Linked DNA regions of Anas platyrhynchos: region 2 is linked to region 1. Evidence: chromatin contacts called from public Hi-C data. All regions are on one chromosome and are shown on one strand. The core of a region is the stretch at or near the end of the contact, and the rest is flanking DNA. Distances in the headings are between cores, read along the strand shown. Region 1 overlaps ATXN7L1 (ataxin 7 like 1). Region 2 holds the start of ATXN7L1 (ataxin 7 like 1).

Region 1 (4,331 bases), core at 1,264-3,763:
TTCCCTCGCGGTGCAGTCTGTGCCACTGCTGGGTGCAGAGATCTATGGCTGTGCGTGCACCGGGGTGAATATTCTCAAGTGCACGATGTGCTAATAGCCCTGCTGTCCTGTAACTCTTGCTCTGTCAAGATCAGGTGTTTTTCTTGCTGAGGTAAAAGGGGGAAGAAAAATAAATAAATAAATAAATAAAATAGTGTTTTCCCCCCAGAGTAGCGGAAGGACATACCCAAGAACATAACACACAGCCCCAGGGGTGCTGTTCACATGTCCTTGCATGGAGTCCTGAAAGTCACGAGAACCTCACCCATGTCTATTTGTCAGTCTTGGGAAGATCTGCAACGCTTTGGGTTTTCTTCCGCTGCTCCACAAGCCTTACCTGGCGTGCTGGGAGTCAGTCGGGTCAGAACGAGCCTGACTTTGCAATTGGAAAGGGACGAGACCGAAAAGGTCAGCAGAAATGCTGAGGCAAGGAACAGAGCTTTTTGCTCTGTTTTGTGTTGTTTTGTTTTAGGGAACTAGGAAGAGAATCCACTCGGGATGTTTTTGCATCCAGCCCATGTTGTGTTCACAGCTTCGCTTGTACCCAACTTTATCTTCACAAACCCAAGAAAGAACTGCGTGAGCGCTAGGCTGCAGCACCCCACAGACATTGCTGGTTTTGGTGTCTCCCAGTTACGGAGATCTTGGAAAGAGAAATTCCCAAAAGCTGTTAACTTCCAATTAGCACGAGCCAAGTGAAGATCCTGCCTGGGCGCACTCTCAGGTCTTTCCTCCAGGACACGGTGTGCCAGCTTTATCCACGTGCTCTCCTGCCTCCCGTCATCTCTCTGAGCCCTCCCAGCACGCTGCTGCCAGCAGGCGTGGGGGAATTGAGCCGACGCGGTGCCTGCGCCCTAGCTTAAGGATGCCTGGTCAACTTCATCCTGTGAGTGGCTCCTTTGCTCTTCCTATGATGAAAACTCAGAAGGTGAAAGCGGATTTTGGAAGCGTGAGCAGGAGAAGGTGAAATCCCTTCCTCCCATGCATTTCTGAGGTCAGTGTCAGTGAAACCTGGCGAGGTTGGCTCCAGGCTCTGCTGCTTCGCCCTCACCCGCAGCGAGGGATTCAAGTTACTCGGTAGTGCGTGTGCTAGGTCAGTTTTATTTCCAGTTGCTTATCATGTGATGCAGTTATATGAAGAAATTATGGAGGTGTTGCCAGCATGTGCACCAGAAGCAAAGTTTAAGCAGACAACGTATTTTTTGTTGTGGTTGTGTTTTGTTATTTTTTAACTCACAGATATGGATGTGTGTGGCAATTTTAGCTAGATGGTATCAGTGAGATAAAGCAAAGTTCAGAAAACAGATATTTGAGTGTAAATTATAATGGTTTCATAAGAGAGCTATAGAAACAAATATTTTCTGCTGAACACTAACAATTCATCTTGCTGAATGCAAGACTTTGTTTTAACCATTAATTACTCACTGAGTAATGTGTGCTGCCTTATTTTTATTTCTGCTCAGTTCCTGGATTTTTGTTCCATACGTAGTTCTGACTTAAAAAAATACAGATTTTTGTTTTTAAACCGAACCTTGGTTCAATGTCAGTTTAGTAGAATTGCCTTATGTCTTGTTTTTGGTTTTTAAGTTTTATATTTAGAGTAGGATTAGATTGATTTTGTTTTTTCAAAAAATATGTAAAGCACAAAAATGAAAACAACGCAATGTTCTTTAATGCTGAAGAAGAGTTAGAATCTATTTGAAAGTTTTGTTTAATGTCACAAGAATATGCTTACAGCAGCTAATCTCTGCAGTCAGAGTTGCACAATTATCAATTGAAAAGCAAGTAAAACAGGTGACACTTTACCTGTTTATCACCTGACAAAGCTGTCATTTTGCTGCTTCATCACGTCACACCTTTACTTCGCAAAATTCCTCTCTTAGCTTCAGCAAATGCGAACTTTACTGCACTCCAGCTGACCCAAGCATGGTTTTGAGGAGTTCACCGCTATTTTTGTAGTAGTTTTTCTTTTCATTTATGAGAAAATACTTCTGAAAATGCGTTACAGCCTCCTTTTAGATTCAGTTAACGTAATCACCTGAAAGTTTTTTGTGTCTGTGCCATACTCAGCTAGCTGAATGTCTGACCTGGGCATTTTATGCCCGTGAAGGGAATCAATACAGAAAGCTTTGCTGAACTCAGTTTTGTAAAGTGGACTTTTGGAGTTCCGTGAGATGCAAAATAGTATTTCCTTTATCTTTCATTTTTTTGTGAATTTTAGAGCAGCAACTTTTCATTCTTATGTGGCTGCACAGCCTTTCCTTAAAAAAACCTTAAGCTCGTTATAAGTTATAAGCTGTTCCATCACAGGTAATTTCAGCGGGCAGTCCAGACAGTGGGGAGCTGGGTGTCTCCCCTGGGTGCCTTGCATCTCCTGGGCAGTGGCCGCAGCCCCAGCGCGGTGCCGGTGCAGGCTGTGTGCGTCGCTGCGGCAGCGGGCGCGCGAAGGAAGCGCAGGAGTTGTGACACAGGAAGGGCTCGGAGCCTTGCTTCACTCGCAGAGGAAGCTGCTCGCTCCCCGGTGTTTGTGTTGCAGAGCGTGCTGGGCTTCTCAAGGCAGGATCTCACCCTGCCTGGCCCTCCTCTTTTTCTTTTCCTTTTATTTTTTCTCTTTCAGCCAGGGTTCTTTTTCTTAGTGCGTTTCCCATGAGACGTTTACGCTGGATGAGGCAGCAGCAGCATTGACCTACGCTGGCTTTACTGGTTAAGCTTTGCCATTCTCCTTTTTATCCCAAACTTTGCTTTAAAGCTTGATTTCGGCTACACAGCACCAGCTGGTCTTAAAAACGTTCCAGCGACCTGTCAGTCGGGGGCAGGTCTGCTTTTCCTTAAATATGCCCATCCCCGATACAGACCCCGCCAGGATGGAGGGGGACCGCGGATACAGCACGGCCACCTTACGTTTTGGAAATCCCTACAGCTGGCTCCTGTGAGGCACCCTGCAGGTGTACCGGTTTGGTTTGGGAGAAGTGGGGAGGGGGTTCAGAGTCTGAAAGGTTTCTGCCGAGAATTTCCTTGCAAGTTTTTTTAAAATTTGATTGAGTTGAGCAGCCACAATGCTGGGCCAACACGGCTCCTTTCATGCTCAGGGGTAAAGCGTGGTCCACGTGGTGCTGGGTGTCCTGCTAGCACACCCTCAGCAACTGCACTGCATGTGTGAATCTGCTTCAGGTCACCTAAAGCAGGAATAATTCTGGAAGTTTTGAAACATTGCCTATTTTGGTGGCTTAAAAAATAAAGTGTGCCTATTTACAAAAACTAACCTGTACTTTTTATTAAGAGCAAAAGTTTGGTTTCATCACCTAGAAATACGCATAGGAAGTGTTGCTGGGTGAATTTCTAGTAATTAATAACTTGTTTAATTTGATGGCAGTTACGTTAAGTATTTAATATTGAACTGTGCTGTGGCTTAAAATACCTTTTTTTTTTTATGTTGATTTCTCTGTAAAAGTAAGATTTTATCACCTGGCTTTCCACATTCTATCATGCAGCATGGATGTAGAGATGTAGGCAGTTGCTCAGAGTTACTTTTTTTAAGATTATGTTGTAATACATCATTGCAGCAATACTTTCTTGTAAGTATGGACCAAATCTCAGACACTGAAGCACAAACAGCTTTACATTGAATTAAAAGATACCTTGCAAATAAATCATTATTTCCTTTAATCGAGCTTCAAAATTGTTTTACAATTCACTGTGTTCAAACACAGATTCCCTTCATGTCTTAGGGAAACTTTTGAAGGCATGTGCAGAATTGTAATTTTCCTCATTTTTTTGGAACTTAACACAGTTAACTTCCAGCAATGTCTGCAGCTGGCTGCCTAATAAAAATAACTTGCATTCCTAGAAACATTAGGTTGTACTGAGGGCAAAAATGACTAAACAGTTTTTAAAATGTAACCCACATTGTTACATGAAAATGTTTTGTCTTAGTATTAATCTAAACTAACAGCTTAGCTGCAGTGATATTTAGCAGTGCTTTAATTAATGTGGATTATCCATCTACAGAAAAGTTCTCCTGGTACTGTATCAGTTTGCTTTGGTATCTTTTGGATGTGCTCCATCTATTATTTTGAACCTATTGAAAGGCTTCCTGATTTCTGTTGCTTTAGTGATTTGTCTTTCCTTAATGCATGGAATACTCATGTGTGGTTGCAAGAAATACAATAACCAATATTCCTGTGGTGCAAACGGACAGTGACGTTTTTATGCCCAAGAGTGTTACACTGTCTTTCATACCAGTTTTTATTTTAACAGGCAACCTCTGTTTTGTTTATTGCTCGCTGACTTCC
Region 2 (4,003 bases), core at 872-3,371, 56 kb before region 1:
ATAGTTTCCCCCTCCCCCCTCCCCTTTTTCTCAGTTGTGTGGTTAGGAATTGCTTTATTGCTTGTGTATCCTGTGGCAGTGTTTAATATTAGTTAGATGTTTGGCCATATGTACTTCCCTGAAATCTTATGTTGGTTTTCACTGATGGGGATTTCCTGGGTGCTCGCGTCTTCCTTCTGAATCTTCTCTCCAGATACATTATCTTCGGTAATCACAGAAGCATTATGGCATAAGGCTGTGCAGTGCAACTTCGTTAATTACCAGACTATTTGGCTGTTGTCAAGGCTTTTTGCTCAACTCTCTTGCAGTCAGTTTGAGCACAAATGCCAAACACGGTTGACCATTAACTTCATGACATTTACTATCCCTCTTAAGGAATTCCATCTCGCTATTCCTGACTAAACTTTTATTTGCAGTGAGCACAGTTTAAGGTTTTCTGTTGTAATGTGCTATTGAAATCAGGAGCATGAAGTATTTAATTTTGAAATAGGTGCTTGTTTTAATTGCCAGGAACAGAAATAGTGGGGGCTTTTAAAGGAAGAAAAAAAAAAAACAAGAAATATTCTAGTATTGTAGTGATGGTTTAATGAAAAGTGAAACATCAGATTATTTTTATTCTGAGTTGTCAAGTCCAGTCTCCCGTTTTTGCACGCAGCTATTATATAGTTCATTCACAACCGGAAACCTTCTAATTTTCAACCTTGGTGTAAGCAATTTATGTCTATTTGTTCTTTATTTTTTTCTTCCCCATTGATGATTATGTCTTCTGATAATTAAAAACATCAATCATATCCATTTCCAGCTACATTTTGCTAGACTAAGTCAAGCTCTTCTCATACTGTAGACTTTTAATTCCTCTGATCTCTCTGATACCCCTTTCCGCCCTGTTTTATGGGAAGATTAACTTAAACTATTGACTAGAATTGTACTTAATATTCAAGGTAAATCTCACCAGGGCTTTGTATCATAGCAAGACTGCTCTTCCTGCTTCTGGAAGTTGCACGTGTGGTGTATCTAAGGTTACACATCCCGTGGCTGCTTCACGTTGGTTGCTAACACGCCTGCCGCGATTGACTGATTTTCTTTTGAGGCATACTTTGGCGAGCTTTCTGCTGCTTTGATTGTTTTAATTGTGTTCCTGTAGTTTCTTGTAGCTAGTGTTACATGACTGGAGGCACTCTGGCCAGGCCATATGGTATGAAAGATTTTAGGCTTGCCTCCAGATATTAAAGATGGGGCTTGTATATTCCAGCTACTTTTTGGAAGAGGTGGAGTGTGAACGCTGTCTGTATTTAATACAGCATCTGTTGACAGTGTATACGAGGCAAAGGGAGTTTGTCCTTTACCCCAAGTGTTTATCCATTTTAGTGTCATAAAGAGCCTGATCTCTGTGGAATTGTAAGAAATTCACTTAAATCCCTTTTAGGCTGCAGTGCTGTGTGCCCATCCCCAGGTTGCTTTGCTGACTTGAGCTACTCTTGTTGCTCACCTTTGGGCTCTGCTCCAACCCTTGGGCCGGCCCTGGGTGTTTTTTAGCCTAAATTAATCGCATGCAGCGTCCCACAGGGGGTTGGGGCAGCAAGGAGCGGTGACAAAGGGCCTTGAAGGAGAGGCAGGATGGGACCCCTGGAGGGCCACATCAACACCCTGAGAGGCGTCTGCTGAGCTGGAAGCTTCGCTCTTCGGCACGGAGCAGCGGGATGAAGGGCGCCGTGTGTGGAGCCTGCACAGCGCCGGCTGCCCCCCCAGTGTGCGTGTGCGGCCCTGTGGCCGTCAGTTTATTCTCTCCAACTCCTTACCTGCGCGAGGTGCGCCGCGCTACAGCCTTACAGCCTTTCGGCTCCCCTCGCCTCAGCGCAGCGGCGGCACCGGAGGCAGGGGCTCGCACCACAAAATGGCGAGCGGCGAGCCGGACACCCCCAGGGCGTGTGCGGCAGGAGGAGGCAGCAGCCGGGCTCCCGACACCGCGTCCCGGGCACTTACTGCGGGGCGAAGCGGGCGGCAGGGCCCCGCTGGTGGCTGTGGCGGCGGCTGAGGGGAGCGCAGCGCAGGCGCGGCGGAGCGGGGAGGGAGGGAAGGAGAAGAAGAAGGAGGAGGAGGAGGAGGAGGAGGAGGGGGGGGGCGCCGCGGGCATGCGCGCCGTGCGGCGGGGAGCCCGATCTGATAGGGAGCAGGGGCTGACACTACCCCCGTGTGGGCGGCGGAACGTCCCGAGGATGACGTGCGGCGTTCTCGAATCCCGTGTCTCGCTCGTTCGCTCGCCGCCGCCGCCGCCGCCGAAGGAAACGGGGGAAAGCAGCGAGGAGGGGGGCAGGAGAGCAGGCGCGGCGCCATGGCGGCCCTGGAGCGGCCCGTGCCCAGTCCCGAAGCGTTCCTGGGCCAGCCCTGGGCCGCCTGGGTGCGGGAGGCCGCCCCCCCGCACGCTCACGGCGCCGCCCCCCCGCACAGTAAGGGCAGGGACCGGCCCCGCGGCTCCGCGCACGCCGCTCCCCTCCCCCGGCGGCGGGGCAGGGGCCGGGGGGGCCGGGGGAGGGGAGCGGCGGGGCCGACACCACCCCCCTCACCCCCCACCCCCCTCCACAATCCCTTTTCCTTCCTCCTCCTCCTCCTCCTCCTCCTCCTCGCCCGCCGGGCCGGGCCGGGCCGTGCTGCGGGAGGTGCCGCCCCCCCGGGCGCTCAGCTGACGCGCCGAGCCCCCGCTGCCATGTGTGCCGCCGTGCCCCGCCGCTTGAACCCCCCCCCACCCCAAAAAAAAACGGGAATTGTGGGGAGGGAGAGAAATGGGGAGGGGGATGCCCCGAAAGGGGGTGGGGGGGGGCGTGCATGGGGCTGGGTGCCCCCGGGCTGGGGGTGGCGGTGAGGGGGGAATCGCCCCGCAAGGTCCTCGCCCCCCCCCCCCCCACCCCCAGCACTGAACAATACCTGCCCCCCTCGGGCCTGCCTGACGCCGCTTCTCGCCCGCAGGTGTAGAGCTGGAAGAGGCTGGAAAGGAGGGTGGAAAGAGCAGGGAGGTGATGAGGCTTAATAAAGAAGGTAAGTGGACGGTGCGTGGCGCGCCTCGCTACCTGTCCGCCCGCTCTCGGGGGCTGGGTGCAGGCAGGTGGCCATCCCCGGGGCAACTTGGCTCCAAGTGCGAGGAGCAGAACAGGTGTATTACACGTGATATTATGCGTGAGGCTGGCAGCATGCTAAGGGATGAGGCGGTTTTAAGTCAAAAGGCACCCCCACACGTCAGTGGCCATATTGGATTTCTTTCGAGGACCTTCTTGGCGCAACGATCCACTCGCTCCTCGCTGAAGATGAGCGTGTAAACCTGGGCATCAACTCGAAGCCTTGTGTTATCGTCGCCGACTCCCGCAGAAAACGCTTTTATTCATTGAAATAGTCTCTCGCGATCTTTGAGTTCATTCACTTTAGGTTGAATCGCGTTTTATTCCTTCATTCTCGCTGCCGAGTGTGATTTACAGTCAACTGAAGCGGCCAGCATCTAGTACCACCTTATGCCAGGCTAAGTCATGCGTATTATGCAAAAACAAATATGAAAGGTCATCTGGGTCATAAGGTTTTCTGGTGCCATAAATACGAACAGGCAAATTCCAGGCTAATGGTGTTTGCTAATATGCCATACTTGACATAGTTCTGTCAGTTGCTGAAGGAGAAACTTCACTGGTGAGCGTAGGCAAACCCATCTGACCCATTCTGTTTGTGATGCGTGTCCTTCACACGGTACTGGAGTAACACCTAATGCAGCTAGTGAAATGGTTTGGGACATATATGTAGCTTTCTATTTGTTCCTGTTCTGTTAGGAACAGTGTTATGCACTTGTAACCTTCCCATCGCGAGTAATACTTGTGAAATCGGTTCATAACAAGTGATCCCATCATAGTGAAACTTCTCCGTGACTTATGGGTGCTGAGAGAAATCCCACTATTACCTGTAATGTCATAATACATATTCTGAAATGATGTTAAGCTTCTCATCATATTATTGTTGTCATTACAGG

Evidence for each region. A called contact is a pair of places that touch in the nucleus more often than the background predicts.
Region 2: a Hi-C map of liver shows a contact between it and region 1, with 2.3 times the contacts expected there. The contact joins the promoter of ATXN7L1 here to the enhancer-like site in region 1. A contact is called at or near these places in 2 of 8 Hi-C or Micro-C datasets (liver and skeletal muscle).

The regions. Positions count from the first base shown.
Region 1 is chr1:14,413,578-14,417,908 of IASCAAS_PekinDuck_T2T, reverse strand. All of the region lies in intron 2 of ATXN7L1 (ataxin 7 like 1), which reads left to right. Among named protein-coding and RNA genes, the nearest start is that of ATXN7L1, 56 kb to the left of the region's middle. Within about 2 kb of position 2,513, at least 2 of the 8 cell types and tissues checked have an H3K27ac peak or open chromatin away from gene starts, as enhancers often do.
Region 2 is chr1:14,469,649-14,473,651 of IASCAAS_PekinDuck_T2T, reverse strand. It overlaps ATXN7L1 (ataxin 7 like 1), which reads left to right and starts at 2,121. Exons shown (of 11, transcript XM_038179339.2): 1 at 2,121-2,447; 2 at 2,965-3,033. The coding sequence starts at 2,333.